2 separate regions of the Danio rerio genome follow, and region 2 is linked to region 1. Evidence: chromatin contacts called from public Micro-C data. All regions are on one chromosome and are shown on one strand. The core of a region is the stretch at or near the end of the contact, and the rest is flanking DNA. Distances in the headings are between cores, read along the strand shown.

Region 1 (3,789 bases), core at 736-3,235:
TGCTTGGGTGTTTCAAGTATACCTAGTAAGATCTTGATTAGCTTCATCAGGTGTGTTTAATTAGGGTTGGAGCTAAAATCTGCTGGACTCCGGCCCTCCAGGAACAAGTTTGGTGACCACTGAACTAAACAGTCGCATCATCAATAACGTAATCTTGCTCAGGCCATTGGGGGATAGGGGAGGGGGGACATTTGCTCTTCGGTGCAGTTCAAGGCAACTGTGCCGAGTGTGCATACGCCCTAAATTGTACTGCTTCCAAATGCTTTAATGGAAGTTTTATGGTAGCAGGGTAGAAGACACAATGTTAGGGCACAACTAAATGTCATGTTTTTGGTTCATAAAATATGCAATATTTCCACAAATATCAGTATTATTTCATGGGAAAAGTAACTGTTTTACATTTTGGTTGAATTAGCAGCTAATTTGTATGTGATTATGTAAGACGTTCACCAATTAGCCAGGTTTTATCAGTCTAAGCATTGGGTAAAACACTTGTTTTTACTCTACAGAAAATTGTATTTGTGCTTTTGTTACTTTACAGAAATTAAAAGGACACAAGTTTTTAGATTTCCCATCAAGAGTGTTTTAAACTGTTTAAGTTTTGACTTTGACTGACCTCCTGTGTGTGCATTCGGTCACCCTCTAACCATACTTGTTGTGGGAAAAGTGAACACCTTTGAAGCATGAAGAAAATAAATGTGTTTGTGTCTCATTCTGTGTTCCCTCTCGGCCCCCTGCAGAAATCAATGATCGAGAGCATCGTCTCCACACCATGAAGGACGTGCTCCGCAGGTTCCCTCGAGAGAACTACGATGTCTTCAAATACGTCATCACTCACCTGAACAAGTGAGAATGAGAGCAACTCGCAATCTAACTCACTCCCATAACCACTTTCCGTTCTCATTATTCCTCTTTTTCGTTTTCCTCAGGGTGAGTCTAAACAGCCGACTGAACCTGATGACCAGCGAGAATCTGTCCATCTGTTTCTGGCCGACGTTAATGAGGCCGGATTTCACCACCATGGATGCTCTGACGGCCACGCGCACCTATCAGACAATCATCGAGACCTTTATCCACCAGTGTGCTTTCTTCTTCTACAATCAACCCTTCGCCGACACACCTAGCGGACTGCCGGGACAGCCCGCCTCACCCACAGCCACTTTGTCTTCTGGCTCCGCCTACTCTACCAGTTATGCCTCAATACAACCCGTAGCCCCGCCCTTTAGTCCCGCTCAACAATCCCCACCTCATTCTCCACCACCAACCCCTCAATCCCCAATCCAGAGCCTGCTGCCGCCTCTGCACCCCCATCACACCCCTACAGAACAACACATGCTGTGAACCTGGAGATTAGGAGGACAACTTTGGGAGCACTGAAAGAGATTAATTGAATGGAAGAAATATCCGAGATTGCACGGCCGTGCCAGACTTATCACAAGCGAAAGCAGTAGAGGAACAAGAAAGAAAGAGGTCAAGAGCTACGTCAACCACACTTCATCGCCCTCTTTCTGCATCATGCTACTCCGTAAATTGCAGCGCCGCTCTGCTCTTGGCCCTTTACGCTCCTCAAACACGCAGACAGCTGCACATGAAGTGTGGTTCACCCAATCCCAGATCTCCTATGGGTCCATGTGACTTGCAAACATCTCCAGCGGAGTCAGTTTGGGGACAAAAGGGGCTAAAACTCAACTCGTATTTGAGTGACCACTCTAGACAAGGTGGTCTATATATTCACCAGATTGTTGTCGTAGCTTTCGACCACTGTTCATTATCAAATTATGATTTGAAAACCCTTTTTTTTTCTTTTTTTTTGAAGCAGCAACACGACCACATTCCTACCCCTTATTTATCCTGTTTTGCTTGTAACGGCCTTTTAAAGAAAGACCAAAAAAAAAAAATCAATCGAAACTAGAACTTGACAAACTGGATCAAGTTTTGCTGGGAAGGATATATGTGTGTGGAATGCTTTCGCACAGCATTCTGGGATTTGAAGTTTTTTTCCTCTCACTCGATCCTCCAGAATATGCTGGAAGACTAACGCTTCTTTTACTGCAGAATGTCCTCACAACCACACAACCCCTCGATTTCCTGCTCCACGAGGATCTTCGGTGTCTGTTCATTTGGGAGTTGTATTGTTGTTGTTATGACATGTTTCAGGAAGTTTTGCTCCCCCCTTTCTAGCTAGACTTGTGGGCCATTTTTTTCTGCTGAGTTATGACTTGTAAGGGATGGGTTAAAGTGTATGGTTATTTAGAGGAGAGATATGACCATTAACCATGAAATGCGAGTTCTGGAAGGTAAAGGAAGGTTGCACTTGAGAAAACATTGTACCAATTCAGATGGAATACGTAAACTGTTGGTGAAATATAAGGTGGGATGGAAGTAACGGCTTATGGGGAAAGATAATGTCTTTAAGGCCAATTCACACCGCGCCAACAGACGCTGACCAATGACAACAATCTTTAGTTCTCGAAGTTTCAGTGTGATTCCTCTGTTGGCGTTGCTCAGAGCATGTTGTCGCTGATTGAACATGTTTAGACAACATTCATCAGTTCACAAAATGTCTGAGAAGTGGATTCCAGTAATCTGGTGATTGTTTGAATCAGTCAGTCTAGTGTGATTTGGCAGTTTATTGTGTGAAAACAGCATGTGGTGCGCTGATTGTATGCTAATTATTAGCTTGCAGCTAGTAGCTTTTTGTCAAGACTAACTAAATCAGTACTTCAGAGTTGATCTCCGAAGGGTGACATTGTTTATAAAATCCTACAAGTTTTTAAACGGGAAACAAAAACGGGACAGTTAATGTGACAACACTACCACCCAGTGGATAAAGCAGGTATTGCATGCCAATATTCAGCTCGTTTTCATCCTAATACTACATTTTTGTTTTGTTTTTGTCTAGAAAATGCTGGACGCATTTGAAAACACACAATTCACTTTGCAGCAGAAAGAAACAAAAAAAAAAATCAGACGTTAAATGGTTGCTTGTATCAATATTCCCCAGCACTTATTCTTTCTATTGCGTGAGTTTACTCACTCCAGATTGGTAATGGATCATTTTCTATGACCTGTGTTGATTTGAACTCAATCGAACAGTCTGTTTGTTGTGAGCCGTGATTTTCAAGAGAAGCAGATTTTGTCAAACTGTGAAACAATCACGTGTATGAAGATCAATGAATGTATCCACAGCAGATTTCACTTCATTTTTGTGCATATCTCTCCCTGTGATACTTGTTAATCCTAACTGCAATCGACCTGAACCTTTTTAGACGTAGGTCGGCATCTGCTCTGACTTCTGATTGGCTGTTTTTACTCAAACACTATGTCTTTTGCCCCCAGAGAGCAAAAGTAATGGTATATTTTGGGAAATCGGGAGCTGTGTGGCCTATACGCCCCTGGTACTTTGTGTATGAATGCTGCATTTCTCTGTATTTTCAGTGTATTCCTTCAGATCCGACTGTCCTTCGCAGCCAAAGACTGTGCTTTGAGAAAAATAAAAAAAGGCAGGGAGAGACAACGAAATGCGATATGACAAACGTGTATTAAAATGTGACATTGGTTCAGCAATCCTATTTGGCTGCATCACTTTATTTTGTTCTATGTTCATTTTCATTTTTGGTTTTCAACAATGGTGACAGATTAAGTTAAAGGAGAAAGGAGCAAAACTATATTCAGAATGGTTGTTTATTTGTACGTTAGGGGGTCTGACACTTTGCCCAGTAGTCAATGGTGATAGAGGAGATTTTCTTTTTATGTTTTTTTTTTTAATTATTAAAAAATGAGGCAACA
Region 2 (3,789 bases), core at 898-3,397, 190 kb before region 1:
TAAACCAATTGCCTAAAAAGAGACAAGTTGACTTCACAAAAAGAACTGTTAAGTTGACTTAATTTATATAATTATGCAAATGTACTAACTTAAAAAAAAATAACTAATTACTTTTTCCAATACACATTTATTATACTTGTTTTTTTCCAGCTTTTCTGTATCTAATGAAAGCAAATAACATAAATATGCTCTTAAAGGGCACTATTTTGACGATCCAGGCGCAAAAGCTGTTTAACATTCATTTACTTTTATAAAGCAAAACACAAATTATTTATTAGTCAATGTAAAGTATTTCTTTTTTTTTTTTTTGACATAGTAGCCAATCCTAATACCAGATCGTGATAACATCACAAACAAAAAAAAATAAATTATACTGCAGAAGCCTATAGCACAGCCTACCTGTTAATTAAATTTAACGTCAGGGTAAATAATAGATTTTAGGATATTCTGCTTTAAAATAACTTCATACACAGCCAAATTGAAAGTGTTAATTTTATTCTCAAAGTGTGAAAATGAATTCATTCTGTTTTTATATAGTTCAATTTATAACTGAAATAGTTATATTTTTACAATTAGTGTTAACGCTGTTTTCCACTCCCTTTCATATTTGCATGGAGTAAATATGTTAAAACTACACTTTAAAACTACACTTTGTGTTTATATCTTAACACTGAGTGTCCTTAATACTTATAGTGTTCATACATGTCTAGGTTTATATTTAAATGTATTTTAACCATAAGATTATTTGTTGCATTATGAGTGTGCGCGTTGATCATTTAAAAAAATGGTTTGAAGAATGTAACGTTAGCTGTGCTATAATGTTAAATGGTAATGCGGTCATGCTGCGTTGTACTGTTCATGTCAACTATAAAAAAATATCTGTGATATATAATAGAATGCTAAACTTAAGTTAAACTAAAACGTGTTTCATTTATTGTCATAATTTCAAGCACATGTTGGCTAGCCACTCCAACAGAAAACACAATGACAGTTCAAACTGTAAACGGGAAACAATTCAACCAGTTAAATGAATCATTACCGCAAATTTCTCATAACATATTCTCAAATACCAAAACCTGAATCAAATATAAAAACTCTTTTAAAGGTTTGACTTTACATTTATTTTCCCACTAACCAACTCTTGGCTCTAGTTGATGTGTGTTTAAATTGATAAGTGGTAAGAACTCAACCTGGTTAATGTAGGAATGTATTGAATATTTGTGGTTAAATAAATTTTATACCTGTTTGAAAACTGCACTCCTGTGCCGTCCGCCATTGATTAATAACGTGAAGTGACCAGAAATGAAACTAGGTCTTTTCTAGTGTCAAATATGTCAATTCTGAAGGTGTTTGTGTCATTTAAATTAACATCACCAATAACACTTTTTAACTCAAAAAATTTGAAACCTTAATAACACTGGAAATTTTGCTGTGCGGTGTTGAAATGTAAATGAAAAACTGAATTGTAATACTAATATTGAGCTATCAAAGTTGGGAGGGAGCACATCACAAACTCATTTTAGTGACTGACTCGTAGAAAATTTTATTGAAGCTAAAATAATCATAAAATGATGTAAAGCACAACCGCGGCATGTTCCTGAAAGTCAAGGAAATTTAACAGTTTTTTGTCTGGGAATAGATGTTTTAACTACATCTAGTTTTACATTAGTTTCATTCATTAAGTCGAAGTACACCATTATACAGATAACCTCTTCAAAATATTTACACATTCCTCAATGTCCGACAGATGGCAGTGTTTACATGTAAAAAAAAAAACTCAATACACTCAAACACATTTGAAGTTGTACGTTTTATTTCACCTTCATGGTTATATATACACTGACAGAAACATACGCAAGAGAAACACCACTTAAATCAGCGTTTAATCTGCAATTTCACAGGGACAAATAGGTAGACCTACCAAATTTCAAACTAAGGCTGAAGGGACGAAAAGAAAGACCATATAAAACATACAAGTACAAAATAAAGACAAAAACTCATCGTAACGTATGACCCGAAGTGTAATGGAATTTTCAAGGCTGAGCTGTTGCCATAGAGCCTTTTGGCGCGAGGGAAGCAGCGCCACAAAAGGGGAAATTAAAAGTAGACCATCTTTTGTCATTTCCCTCGAGCTTCATTCTTCCACTCAGCCTGGTTCTCTAAAGCGCTCGCTAATCGCCGGCTTCAGTTCTCCACAAAGCCAGAAGACTTACAACGAGCAGAAACTGACCCGGTTTAGAGGCTTGGAATGACTAGTTAGTTCATACAATTACGTTTCAAATAGATGCATATATAATGTATATGTACACAATACAAAACAACCTTCACAGACTTTGACTTAACACTGCGAACAGGCTTGCTGTGTTTTTGTCTTGTTTTCCAGATACTAACACCAAAACATACATTGAGAAGGAAATTTTAAGTAATAGTTAACCAAAAAAATAAACGTCGTCGTTGAAAAAAATACATTAATCATATTCGCCCCATCCTTTTGATGCGAGCAACGGGAGTCTGTCGTAAATACAAACATTTATATGTTTGATTTTATAGTAAAATCTTGCTGTAAATTTATATTTTTATTTGACTTTGTTGTAACATTTTGGAATTTTAACCCTCACAACACTTTTAACCATCCACTTGTTCCCGTTTAAGTTACTGTTGAATACAAAGGATGATATTTTGAAGAATGTTGGGGGAGAAAAACAACTATTGATTTACATATTTTAGTTTCGACTATGGAAGTCAATGGATGTTTTTTCCCAACATACTTCAGTATACCTTCCTTTGTGTTCAACAGAAGAAACAGATGCATAGTAAGAGTATGGCAAGGAAATATTTTGTTTTCTCCTTCATTTTTCTTTAAATTCACCATTAGGCTGATTAACCCGATTATTACTTTTTAGAGTGAAAAAAAAAAAATAATAATAATAGGCAAAACAAAAAGAATACAATTGGCCAAAGCTGTGGATCTAAAATAATGTATTTTGTTTGACATAAATTTTAATTTCACTTCTTAGGACCTCACCGAATCAGTAGTGGGTAGACCATTTTGAGGGATGTAAATAATAACAATGGTATTTATGTATTTGCTGTTTTATATCTTCATTTCCAAATCTTATTAGAATCCAGAAAGGTCCATATTGACACTTTTTTTAGCAGCCATGTTAACATTAGTTACAACCGAATCGCCTCTTACAATTCAGAAATAGTTAAGACAAGCAGGAACTGTTCATGGATTAATGACATCTCCATACTGAAACGGTCAGTTAATTTGGTTTTGCCTGTATGTTTTTTTTTTACTCTCAAAAGTGCCAACAGTTGTTGCGAAACCCTTTTTGTGACACCATTATGAACATCTTAATTGTATAAAAAAAGATATAGTCACCAACAGGAAGATCACCTTTACGTATTTGGAGTTTTAACAATATGGATACTTGTACCAGAAAACAAGACAAAGCAGTAACAAATTTATTATTTGCAGTGCAGCATATTAAACATTTGATTCTTTTTTTAATAGTACATATATGGGAATTTCCTTAAATGGACATCAAATCAAGTTTTTCTCATTGCGATATTGCAGTGCAGCCCCGGAATCTTGCAATTATGACTGTCACTTTCGTGCCATGGCAGTTTTTTGGCCCACATGACGCTATTATCTATGTTAGTGTTAATGAACAGGCTTGGAGAGGCTTCCAGTCGGAAACACTGAAGTCTAGTGTGCTATAAAATCGCTGAAGAATTCAATTCTGGCTATGCCAAGATATAATCAGGTCACATAACCGAGGAAGT

Evidence for each region. A called contact is a pair of places that touch in the nucleus more often than the background predicts.
Region 2: a Micro-C map of caudal fin shows a contact between it and region 1, with 17 times the contacts expected there. The contact joins two enhancer-like sites. A contact is called at or near these places in 9 of 18 Hi-C or Micro-C datasets (caudal fin, embryo, hematopoietic stem cells and 2 more) and 1 of 4 datasets of contacts at active chromatin or transcription factors (caudal fin).

The regions. Positions count from the first base shown.
Region 1 is chr15:9,774,422-9,778,210 of GRCz12tu, reverse strand. It overlaps arhgap35a (Rho GTPase activating protein 35a), which reads left to right. Exons shown (of 7, transcript XM_001343600.7): 6 at 741-846; 7 at 930-3,789. The coding sequence ends at 1,341. Among named protein-coding and RNA genes, the nearest start is that of npas1, 90 kb to the right of the region's middle. Within about 2 kb of position 1,985, at least 3 of the 62 cell types and tissues checked have an H3K27ac peak or open chromatin away from gene starts, as enhancers often do. A contact at or near this core is called in caudal fin, where this site is marked.
Region 2 is chr15:9,968,084-9,971,872 of GRCz12tu, reverse strand. ap2s1 (adaptor related protein complex 2 subunit sigma 1) reads right to left here. Exons shown (of 5, transcript NM_213155.2): 5 at 1,792-3,789. Among named protein-coding and RNA genes, the nearest start is that of ap2s1, 32 kb to the right of the region's middle. Within about 2 kb of position 2,147, at least 10 of the 62 cell types and tissues checked have an H3K27ac peak or open chromatin away from gene starts, as enhancers often do. A contact at or near this core is called in caudal fin, where this site is marked.